Linked DNA regions of Lactuca sativa: region 2 is linked to region 1. Evidence: chromatin contacts called from public Hi-C data. All regions are on one chromosome and are shown on one strand. The core of a region is the stretch at or near the end of the contact, and the rest is flanking DNA. Distances in the headings are between cores, read along the strand shown. Region 1 holds the start of LOC111898837 (AT-hook motif nuclear-localized protein 17). Region 2 holds the start of LOC111898840 (universal stress protein PHOS34).

Region 1 (6,223 bases), core at 509-3,008:
CAGAAGTGTTTTAAAAAACAAACTGCTAAAGACAAAGTGTTACGCGTGTGTTGCGCGACACAACCAAAAATGGTCAAAAGTGAGTTTTCTTAAAACAAAAACCCCTTAGACTATGGTGAACTCAATTACGAAAGCAGACCAAACCGAAAAAAAAAAAAAAAAAAAAAAAAAAAAAAAAAAAAAAAAACAAACGCGAATCAAATTTGATAGATATGGAGAAACCGAAAATGGAAACAAATTACTCATCGGTTTTGTTTTATGGTTTGGTTACAACTCCTAGTTGGTAGGGTCCATTTGGTCACTCCTAGTTGGGTGGTCCAAAATCGAAAAAACAAGAACTAATTAATGGTTTTGAAGGAATCAAAAACCTAATCGAATTATATATTCGAATCAAATTATATATTCGGTTCCTAATTGGTTCCGATTCCAGTATATTTCCGGGGATATTTTGGTTGCACTTAGCTTAAATGACAAATTAGATTCTTGTTACCAAGTATATATAATGCCTCTTCTAAAAACACCTATTAGTAAAAAAAAAGTAATATTAATCAAATTATCAACAAAAGTAGAAATATATATTTTCTACATTTAGGGGGGTGGGAACCTAAAGAGTAAACATGAAGGAATTAATGGTCACGAAGACCCCCTAACGACCTCCGGCCAGAGATCGAGGCAAATTCTTTAAAAAAGTGGGGAGTGGCGCGAGGCTTGCCGTGGTGTAGGTGTCCAAATGCCGTCAGATGGCAGGTGGCAGCCATACATCGATAATGAATCCGCCGCCGATGACCGTTCCGCCGCATGATGCCTTCCACTATCTCCTCCACCCGAACCTGGAGATTGCTCTCTTGCTGCAGAAGCAGACCCACCGCCAGAACTTCGAACATGATCGTCTTCTTCCATCGGCAACCGGTGGTAGAGTGGGCTGTTGAACGACGCTGCTATTATGTAAACTGTTCCGGCGGCTATAAGCGGTCCACTGACGTTTCCACCAATCGTCTGCCCTTGTGGACCGGCTAATGATACGGCAAATCTAGTAGCGGGAAGCCGAGACAGAAAGTCTACGAATAATCAACTACAAATTAGAATGTAAAACAATTGTTTTCCAAAATTTTAGGGGTGATCGAACCTGTTATTCCTTCGCTCCCTCCGAAGCTGCTGGTAGTGACAGGTGACGGAAGTATGGTGGCGGAGATCGATAGCAAATCGAAACGGCCGTGAAAGGTTATGGCGGTGGTGGTGGAGGCGGGTTGTTGGAATGAGACGTTGGAAACGGTTCCCGAACCGGATAACACGCAAAGACCGGTTGTCCGATGATTGCATAATCCTGTGATGGCCGCAACGATATCCGATCCATCGGAAACCTCCAATACGTATGGCGACATAGCGGTGTCGGGTTCTCGAGTAACGAAAACAGGTGGTCTTGGTTTGTTTTTGGACCCGGGTGGACGACCTCTAGGGCGCCGGACCACCTCAATGGATGCATCATCATTGGTGGTGTTGGATTCTTTCTTGCTGTCAGCTTCCTCGGAGGTAGAGACGAGGTGGTGGGTGACGGCGAAGTGAGGCGGTGGTGGTGGTTGATGGCGGAGGTCGGAAAACATGGTGTGTTTTGATCTTAATCGCAAAATTCTAAAAGATCCTTGTTCTTGAAAAATTGGCTTGTTTTTCAAGAAGATTTTGGAGTTATAGATAAGGGAGGAAACATAAAGATTTTGATGATGGGGTTTTGGAGTTATCTTCACAAAAGAAAGAAATCGCTCTATTTTTATTTTATTTTTTATAAAAAAAATTATCGCGGTTTTCTTTTATATGAGCAACAATATGAGTTTATTTTATTTTATTTTATTTATTTATTTTTTTCAAGTAGTAATGAATGTGTTTCATTCTAGTTAGATAATAATCATTTAAGTAATAAAAATAGATGCATTTTTTCTTAAATTTAATTTATTTGGTATTAAAGTTTTGATATATATATATATATATATATATATATATATATATATATATATATATATATATATATATATATATATATATATATATATATATATATATATATATATATATATATTGTCCATTAGCATAGCCTAGCCAGCTCTGGTGCACCAGCCTCGCCTGACGCTCCCTTGCCAGCCTTGCTGGAGACTCTCTTGCTGGCCCAGCCTGACGCTCCTTTGCCTGCCTTACTGGGAGTCTCCTGCTGGCCCGACCTGACGCTCATTTGTCAACCCTGCTGGGGGCTCTCCTGCTGGCCCGACTTGACACTCCCTTTGACCTAATTGCCCCTGTATAATGAACACTATCTCCTCCATTAAGGGGGATCCTTCTCCGGCGGCTTATCCGCCGTCATAGACTCCGGCCGGGTGGCTCAGCTCTCACCCTTCGCCGTCAGCCACCATACACCACCAGCACCAAGATGGTCCTCTCTAGCTAAAGATAACCATCTCAGATCTACCAGATGATTTAAATTGATCGTTGGAGCCCGCTCCCGGGGCACAGTCCCTGAGGCGGCTCTAACGGTCTTGTCTGTTGTGACTTCGCATATCTGTCTCCGGCGTAGAAGCACATCCTCCAGATAGTCGGAGCCGATGTCGCATCATATATATATATATATATATATATATATATATATATATATATATATATATATATATATATGTTAGTTAAGCTAGTTTTTTGTTCTTTTAAAAAAATTGACTGAGATAACTTATTGATATGTTTATAATATTTTTTCAAAAGTTTTTCAAATCTATATTTATAAGTTAGTTTTTAATTTTATTTAAAACATTCTAATAACATATAATATTATCATTATAATGACTATCATGGCAACAAAAATACTTTCTAGGGGTTGCTAGGTGAATTGTGTTGAATGTTAATTAAAATGTTTCAACTTATTAATGATTAGAAATTTATATGATTGTTTAATCGTTTAGAGATACTTCTAAGGTTTTTGATTTAAGGCTGAACAAAATTCATTAAATTTAACCGATTCAGAGATGACATACACATAGTTTCATTAAAAGACCTCCAAGCAACCTCCAAGTATGATTAAATTTGTGTGTAAAATGTTAATAAAACAAAATTTTACAATATACAAATAATTATTTAAAGTGTAGATCAGTTTTTGTTATATTATTTTTAGAGTTTTTGTATTTTATTTTTAGCGTGATATAGGTTAATTTTGATTATATTAAAGATTGTTTTTATGTTATTTTATATTTGACATATAACATAAATTTTACCAAATACGATTACTTCAGTTAGGTTTTAAATTCAATTAGCTTTTTAGCTAAAAGCTAATTCTTTTTAGCTATTCTATGAAATAGAATGTTAAAAGGCAATATTATAAAATACATAAACATAAAACATAAAACATATCCATTATTTAAGAAAAACAAAATATTCTTAGAATAAGAATTTATTTCAAAATATATTGTTGATGTATAAAAAGAAATACAAAATATTTCATGATTTAAAATCTTTGATTTTTTTTGGAAACCGCAAACAATTTAAGTGGAATGTCATTCACAATATTTCAACAAGCGCCCCGGGTTCGAATATATTTACGGGGCAAACCCAACTCCCACAGAGATTTTCAAAGAAAATTTTATCCTATGTGACACTATAAAAGGTAGTTTAAGGGAATAGAACTCTCAACCTTATGTCGTACGTAGATATAAAACCCGGTGCATCAACCCAAATAAACTGGACATCACTTGCTAAAATCTTTGAATTAATATACAGAAAACTCCAAAAACAAACTACGCATTTATTTGTTTTCGCCAACCAAAGAAAAGTCAAAAGAAGAATTGGTTTGTCAAATTTGGTAGAAATTATAGATTGAAACTTCTAGGTGTTAGGTGTACCAGTGTCACATTTTGTATGCGTGGCACTAACCATCGTAAATTTAATTGGTTAAAATTTATATATTATATAACAAAAACATTAGAAATATATTTACTTGAGTTAAAAATCATTTTTATAAGTTAAATTACATCTTTTATCCCGTTTCCACAAATATATGTAAATAAAAGAAATTAATGAGTTTTAATTTTGGAAATTTTGAAATTTTAAGGTAAGTTTATTAATGAAATATATATATATATATATATATATATATATATATATATATATATATATATATATATATATATATTACTATATTTGTTACAATTATTATATTAAAATATTTAATAAAATAGAAAAAATCATAATATGACATGTGGAAAAAAATAATAATTAAAAATAATGACAAAATGACATGTGGCAAATTGAATGAGAGTGTGACAAGTGACAAAAAAAAACCCCTTTATTTATTAGAGAAGATTCATCATAGGATCTTTTAATACATATCAAATTGGAGGATATATATATATATATATATATATATATATATATATATATATATATATATACATTTATTATATTAAAATATTATGGGAAATTTAATAAAATAGAAAAACTCATAAAATGACATGTGGAAAAAAAATAATAATTCAAAATAACGACAAAATGACATGTGACAAATTGAATGAGAGTGTGACAAGTAACAAAAAACTCTTCATTTATTAGAGAAGATTCATCATAGGATCTTTTAATACATATTAAATTGGAGCAGGGGTGGAGGGTTGGATATAATAACCATAGGTTTCGATAAACCCTAATAACCATATCTTATAACTATAAGATAAATAGAGTGTAGTGTTTGATAAATATTTTTATTATATAAATAGATAAGCTTACGAACTTGGAGGAATAAGTTAGAATGTAATCATGCAAGTGAATTTACAAGGGTTGAATAAGCATCACATCGCATATATCCACAAATATTCGAGAACATTCGACTTCCCGAGTGAAGTTCTCAAGCGGTGAGTATTAACATAAAAGGGTCCACGAATTCACGTTAATTTTTGTGGATTTCAACGGGACAAAATTGAACATGAAAATGATTATACATATCTGTGTGAGAATTTTACGGACATGTCAATCTACATAAGTTAATAAAGATCTCGCATTTTAAGCATTGAAGTCAATAAATTGTTATGTTTTCACCAACCTACTTCAATTGTAACTTGTAAATCAATACAAACCATGGACGTTTGTGTGTTATGTGTATTAGGTTGTGTGTGCATGCCTATTTAAAAACAATATACTAATGATTTGGTTTTATATTATACGGTTATTGTCACTATAGCCCAACGAACTTATCAGTTTTAGTTTAAATGGTACTTCGTGATACTTTTTTAAATTATAAGGGAACGAATTCATGTTTTAAGGTTTTAAAATACCATTATGAAAAATATGAAGGGGTCACTCGGTGAACCCCTTCCTACTCAACATGTAACATCCCGATGTTGAGGTATTTTTCAATTTTAACCCTATGTATGAATAAATATTACATTTTAGTCCATGAGTATAAGAAAGAGTGCAAAATGACACATTGTTGCATTTTGGAGATTTTGGGCTAAGGGAAATATGTTGGGTGTATGTTGTGTACGCTGAGCACACTAGGGCAGACCCTAGTTCGTTGGGCATACACCGCGTACGCATGGCATACGTGGACAAAGTTCAACCCTTAATTTTTAGGGTTTGGTCCATATATAAGCCTCATTATAGCCTCATTTATCATTCCCTCATTAGCCCCCATTTGAGAATTTGACCCTCTAGCAAACCCTAAGTGAGAAGAGTGTTTTGAGCTCATTTGTGTGCCTTTTTGGTGTTCTTGAAGAAGGAGAAGTTAGTGTAAGGACCTTGAAGCTTAGAAGCAACTTAGATCTGGGATTCCCTACTTGCTAGCAACCTCCTAGAGGTAAAAAGTTCATAACTTGATTTATCTTGTAGATCTAGCAATTTCTTTCTTTAGGGAACTTTTGGTCCCAAAATATGGTGATTCTTGAGCATGGCATGCTCTTGACCAAATAAGTCATCCTTTTAGACCTTATGAGGGGTCTTAAGTCATAAAAATGTGGTCTTGATGGTTAATTTTCCTCCATGCATGCTTTAGAAGGTCTTAAGGCATGAAGAAGTTGGGATTTTGTGTATTAAGCACTTTATGGACATGCAAAGTCATAAAGTTGGAAACTTTATGACTCTTAGTGGTATTTTAGCCTTGGATCTGAAAGTTGGACGTGGGAGCTTGATGCATTAAGCTCTTTGTGGAGGAATTGGGAAGTATGAGTGTACGACCTGCGTAACTTGGAGTACACAGCGTGTACATGGT
Region 2 (5,841 bases), core at 1,989-4,488, 130 kb before region 1:
TCGGTTTCATCATGGTTTACAAATAACATATCATGACTTTTTACATATTAATCTCCAGAAACGTCGAGTTAAGGCTTTTCTATTTGTGTTATTTGTAGTTTCCATTCCATGGCTTGGATCTAGGGTTAGGAAAAACTTCATTCTTCATAATCAAGGAGATGATATTGAATTTGGAAATGATAATTCAAGTGAGCTTGAGATATTCGAATTGACCATTCAAAATTTGACAAGTGAAGGGTTGGTACGAATGCAAGATAGAGGTTTAATTGTTAACAATAATGATACTAATGAAAAGTTGGTAGATTGCGATTCTTCGCATATTGTTCATGGTAACAAGACGGATATGATGTCATACTCGGATCTAGAGATAAAACAATCAAGCATTGAAAATAAATACGACTTTGCGTTCATGCATGAAGGCGAAGAAGAATTGATAGATAAGTTTCTTAAAGTTGATGGCATTATGGTTGTCTTTAAAATGGACAACCACAAGGCAAAGGCTTCTGAATCATTTCAGAAGCCCTCAAACTACGAAATTATTTACCATAGACAATTTCCTGTCGCGATCATAGCCATGAAGAAAATTAGACTGATTCACGATAAGAATGGTGCTAGCAATACAATTCCACACAGACGACTCATGTTCGCTCAAAAGAAAGCAGAAGCTCTAAAGAATCTTGAAAACGTCCTTCTAGAACCTCCACGAACGGTGTCAGGGAAATCCAACATGTACTCAAAGAAGACACGTTATCTCCCGGACTTGATGCATGATTCTCTTGAAGACTACCCACGAAGAGTGTTCATAGATATTAATGGAGATGGAGGATGGTTCACGAAAAACTACCCTACAAGGAACATGAACTTTGAGATCTATCAAATCGAAACAACAGTACCTGAAATTACTGATACTGATACTAATACCGATGATGAGGCCATGGGCGAGTTGGTGGAGATTGAGATAACAGATTGGTTGAGGGAAAATGTGAGGAACGATGAGTATGTAGTGATGAAAGCAGAGGCGGATGTTGTTGAACAATTGGTGAATAATAAAGCAATAGAGTTGGTAGATGAGTTGTTTTTGGAATGTAAGTATAATTGTGTGAAATGTAAGAAGTGTAAGAGACCATATTGGAAGTGTTTGGCTTTGTATGGTTTGTTGAAAGATGTAGGTGTTGCAGTTCATCAATGGTGGGGATGATTTAAAAGTGAAGGAAGATGGTGAGATTTGTTTTGATTTGAAATTATGGTTTTTGTTATATAAATCTTCAAGCAGTGTTCAATGTGAAGTGTTCAATGTGATGATAACTTGGGAGTTTTTTGTTTGGTTATGGATGTGTAATTAATATAGTAGTTAGAAGAGAAAACTAGTTTGTGGTTTGGTTTGATGATATTCTGTTAATTATTTTTAACACCGGATTACATAAAATGTTTGTTTGTTTATATAAAAATATAAAATACAGATTTGTACAACTCGAGAATCATAGCTTAAACAATAATGTACAATAGATAAAACATATAACAAAGAACAGTGTACTCACCAAATTTTGGCACCCGATACTATAGCTTTTGCCAAAAATGGAAGATTATTAGAAGAGCATTGACTTGTGTTGACCAGGATCCTTCAATGAAGCTGAACAAAAGCAGACATTTCAAGTAGTGCCTTTAACTATCATTACAGGGCATGACACATGGTTGGAGCAGTAGTTGCTTACACTTCCCAAAAACATCCTGCATATACATATACAGGAATGAATATGATGAGCTACATTTAATGAAATGCCCAAAGTGCCCCTCAAGATCAAGGAACCTTGTCAATGTCACTAATACTTTGTTGTAATGGGGAAAAAACTAACTCAAAAGCTTATATGAACATGGCTGAAGGTATGAATATAAATAACGTTACCTCTTGATAGGACCAAAAGAGCGGCATCCCATTACAAGCAAATCAACATGCAACTCCTCAACGGCTTCACATATTTTTTCCTTAGGATCCCCAATCACTATATGTGTCTTCACTTCCATCTGGTAGATAATATCAAATATAGATATGTATAAGTATATTAGAATTATAATTTATACCCCATACTCCATAAAGAACAAGTAGTTTATGTGCACCACAAAAACAAATCATCTCTCACTCTCTCCCTAATTTGGGAACTTTTCTCATCACTGATGTAAGAAAAATTAGCTACCTAACAGAAGCTTACTTACTACACAGTTAAGATATCAATCATATCATATGTGAGCAAATTGGCTACTTAGCATCCTGCAAATTAGCATAACATTAACCTATAATAACATCTAGCGCCTAAACTAATAGATTAGATATGCAGTTAATGAAGATCTTGAAAGAACAGCAGTTTCAGATATCAATAATGAAGAACTTAGAAGAAAGTTATTACTCCTTGTTCAGAAACATGCCAAAGTGAATCACTTGTAAAGAATCTTAATGTTTGTAGATAATTCCCAAGCATACGCACACACACCCAAAAAAAAATACGACTAAGACTGAGAAATCTAACATTCTTATCGGTGCAAATCTTCATAGCATGATTTATGATAGCATCGGTAATCCGCCGCTGGTGCGCCTCAATAGCTTCAGTAAACGCCGGCACCTCCACACTACCTGAATTTTAAAATCACTGTTAATTTCTAACATCGATTATAAAAGATCTCGATCTTACAAAAAGATCAATCGTGTAGAGTAAAATCAAGCAAGCAAAAAAATTAACAAAAATGAAAGTAAGGATAGCACCGGCAGTAAAGCTTCATCGTCTACAGTAAAATCAAGCAAGCAGATAATAAAAAAAAAAGGAATTAAGACGGCATCTGCGTAACAAAACTCAGCCGTGCAGAGTAAAATCTCGATCTAGCAGTTTAGACACTTAACTAGGGCCACCGAAGGGGATAGCACCGGGATTGAGACCGACGGCGATTGATGGCGGTGATTGAACATGAATAATTACTATAGATCCCTCGGGACGAAGCTTGACGTTATCGATTGCCCAATTTAAAGCGTTCATGCTCTCTTCGCTGCCATCGACGGCCACCAGCACACATCCTAGGTTCTCAGGCATGGTTTTCACTCACTCTATCACTTCCACGTGCTACCCTCAAGAGTAGAGCTACAGATATTCGAGCAAGGTCGGTGATTAATGGCGGATGACGTGAGTGAGTGGGATCATGAATAAACTGTCGGGATGATTCTGTTTTACAACTTTTCTCTCAGTAACTTATTAGTCAGCCAGTCAAACTCATTTCATGGTTTCATCTAAAAAACCAAACGTCACCCAATCAATCATTGTGCACCAAGGAAAAATTCGTGTCTACTTTGTTTGGTTAATAGACAATTTTTTTTCACGTTAAAACATGTCTATATATAGCTTAATGGGATAGAAAACTATTTAAGGGTAATTTGCATAAAAAATGTTTTTCCAGACATGTATTTCCCATAAGCCTCAAAATAATATATTTCTAATTGAATAGGTCGGAAAGACAATTGTTTTTAAAACCTCACATCTTTCCTTTTTTCTTTTTTTCGACACTCTTCATCAGACATCATCGCCTCCTCACCAAGCTTCCTACTTCGTCGTCAGCCAACCACCCCCATCGGAGTGCCGCTATAGCCACCAGCTCCGCCCCACACCGCCCCACAGGTAACCATCTCATCTCTTATTATTATTATTATTATTATTATTATTTTTCTGATTTGTTTCTCCTTATTGAAAAGTACCAAACGTGAACCTTTATCTGTTTCATCTTATTTTCTTTCTTTTTCATTTTGGAGCATAAAATTTAGGAAGACCATTTCATATATAAAGTTTCAATCTAAAATTCTGATTTTAACAGACATTTTGTATAATTTTGATTTGGTATGACAATTCGTATTTGAATTTTTTTAATGATTATTATGTAATTTTGATTTTATATGACAATTTATATGTTTTATAACTGTTCAACAACTTCATCCATCATAATATATAACAATATGATAATATGGTCATTTTTCAACATTTAATACAGTGTCAGATGTACAGTCAAACAACATGATTTTTTTTAGTCAGTAAACTTTCTCATATACTACTTTCCTAGACTACAACTATCAAACAGACCCTTAGATTGTGGATGTGGGCAACATGTTAACGTTAGATATCGAGACTTATCATTAGATTTGGAATTTTAAAGATTGAAAAGTTGTTTGGGCGGGCCAATTTCTTTTCTAGGGCTTTTTTGTGTTTTTCAGTTGGGCTTGGCCTTTTACATGTTTAGGACAAATCTTGTCGTTTATATACTTATGAACTGTCGTATTTGTAACATTGTAGCAGAAAAACATGTGTAGAATAAAATTTTTCTCTCTCTCTGGTTCGACAGTGGATGTAGCCTATGACAAGATAATGTGAACCACTTAAATTGTAACATCTGATTATCAGGTATATCCACAATTCAGTCGTACATTGGACGTAAGAAGGGAGTATGTGCAGCGTACTCGTGAGAAGTCCAGATTGGGGAGTCCATGCTAGTACGCTAGGCGTACATGTGGTACACCGGGCATACTAGCCTAGTCACTAAACCCTTATTTTAAGGGTTGCTCCCTATTTAAACAACCTTATATCCCCTTTGGACTATCCTTATCATCCATCATTCCCTCCTCAAATCCTAATTTCGAGTCTAAGTTGTTTGTGTGAGTTTTGGGAGCTTATTAAGTGATTTTGGTGCATATTGTTGAAGAAAGAGGCTAGAGAAGAATGAGTTGTTGCTTCCAAGCTTATAGATCCAAAACTTTTCCTCATTGTGCATATTTTTCAGGTATACAGTTTGTACCTTGATAAGTCCCCTTGTTGATCTCCATGGATGAGTTTTATGAGCTTCTTGTCCCCAAGTTTGGACCTTTATGAGTTTGGAGAACTACAGAGAATATTAGTTATCCTTTCATGTATTTTAGGACTTGTAAATTCATAAAAATGGTTGCTTGATCATTCCCTATGGCCCATTCATGAGTAAAGTAACATAGAGTGTGATGGAAGCTAAAGTTTGTTGTATTGGGTCCTTCCTAGCCATGCAAAGTCTTAAAGTCGACGACTTTATGGATTAAGACACCCTATGATGGTCAGATATGAGGTTGGGTTAGAAGTATTAGTGGATTAAGACACAAAAGTTGGTAAAAGTTGAATCAGACGGAGTACGCCGGGTGTACTCCTAGCTACGCCCCGTGTAGCCAGTTCCGTCCCCGATTGGTTGTTGACCGCATAGTATGCCCCGCGTAAGGAAGAGTACACCCAGCGTACGCGCTAGGCAGTTGACTTCCATTGACTTTTGACTTTTGGTCAAGATTTAGGGTTTTGGACCATGAGAAGGGCAAAATGGTCTTTTTTTACCCCTAAAGGACTTAGTTGTGGGATTTGGTCTCATGAATTGAGTTTTGGACCTTAATTATTAAGTAGAGTTAATTATTTCGTTGACTAGGTGGAGTCTAGTTCTGGCAGTTCGGGTGTGAGATTTACTTGTCGTCAGTATCAAGCGAGTCTCCTCACTTATTCTTACCTGTGTGGTAGAATAATTGTATGTGTGATGACCAGCTGGGTCTAAAATATTATTTTGTATTATATTGTTTATGTGTGACTAAGACTGTAGATAGTCTCCAGGGTTGCTGATAACCCATAGGACATGTTGTTGCCCATTGGGACTACTGATAGTCCCTAGGGTTGCTGATAACCAATAAGTGTTTATTTATGTTGTGTTGTATGTGGTATCTTGGGAAACTCACTAAGCTTCGTGCTTACAGTTGTTGATTTATATGTTTTAGGTACTTATGAGGATCACGGGAAGGTGAAGGTCTGATTG

The links. Hi-C and Micro-C count contacts between places; a contact is called where the count stands out from the background.
Region 2: a contact with region 1 is called in a Hi-C map of leaf, with 8 times the contacts expected there. The contact joins the promoter of LOC111898840 here to the promoter of LOC111898837 in region 1. A contact is called at or near these places in 2 of 4 Hi-C or Micro-C datasets (both in leaf).

Annotation. Positions count from the first base shown.
Region 1 is chr6:187,186,117-187,192,339 of Lsat_Salinas_v11, reverse strand. It overlaps LOC111898837 (AT-hook motif nuclear-localized protein 17), which reads right to left and starts at 1,758. Exons shown (of 2, transcript XM_023894714.3): 1 at 1,127-1,758; 2 at 525-1,058. The coding sequence starts at 1,601. The coding sequence ends at 682.
Region 2 is chr6:187,316,243-187,322,083 of Lsat_Salinas_v11, reverse strand. LOC111898840 (universal stress protein PHOS34) reads right to left here and starts at 3,238. Exons shown (of 4, transcript XM_023894716.3): 1 at 2,891-3,238; 2 at 2,523-2,626; 3 at 1,904-2,022; 4 at 1,417-1,728. The coding sequence starts at 3,077. The coding sequence ends at 1,650. LOC111898838 reads left to right here. Exons shown (of 1, transcript XM_023894715.2): 1 at 1-1,314. The coding sequence ends at 1,198.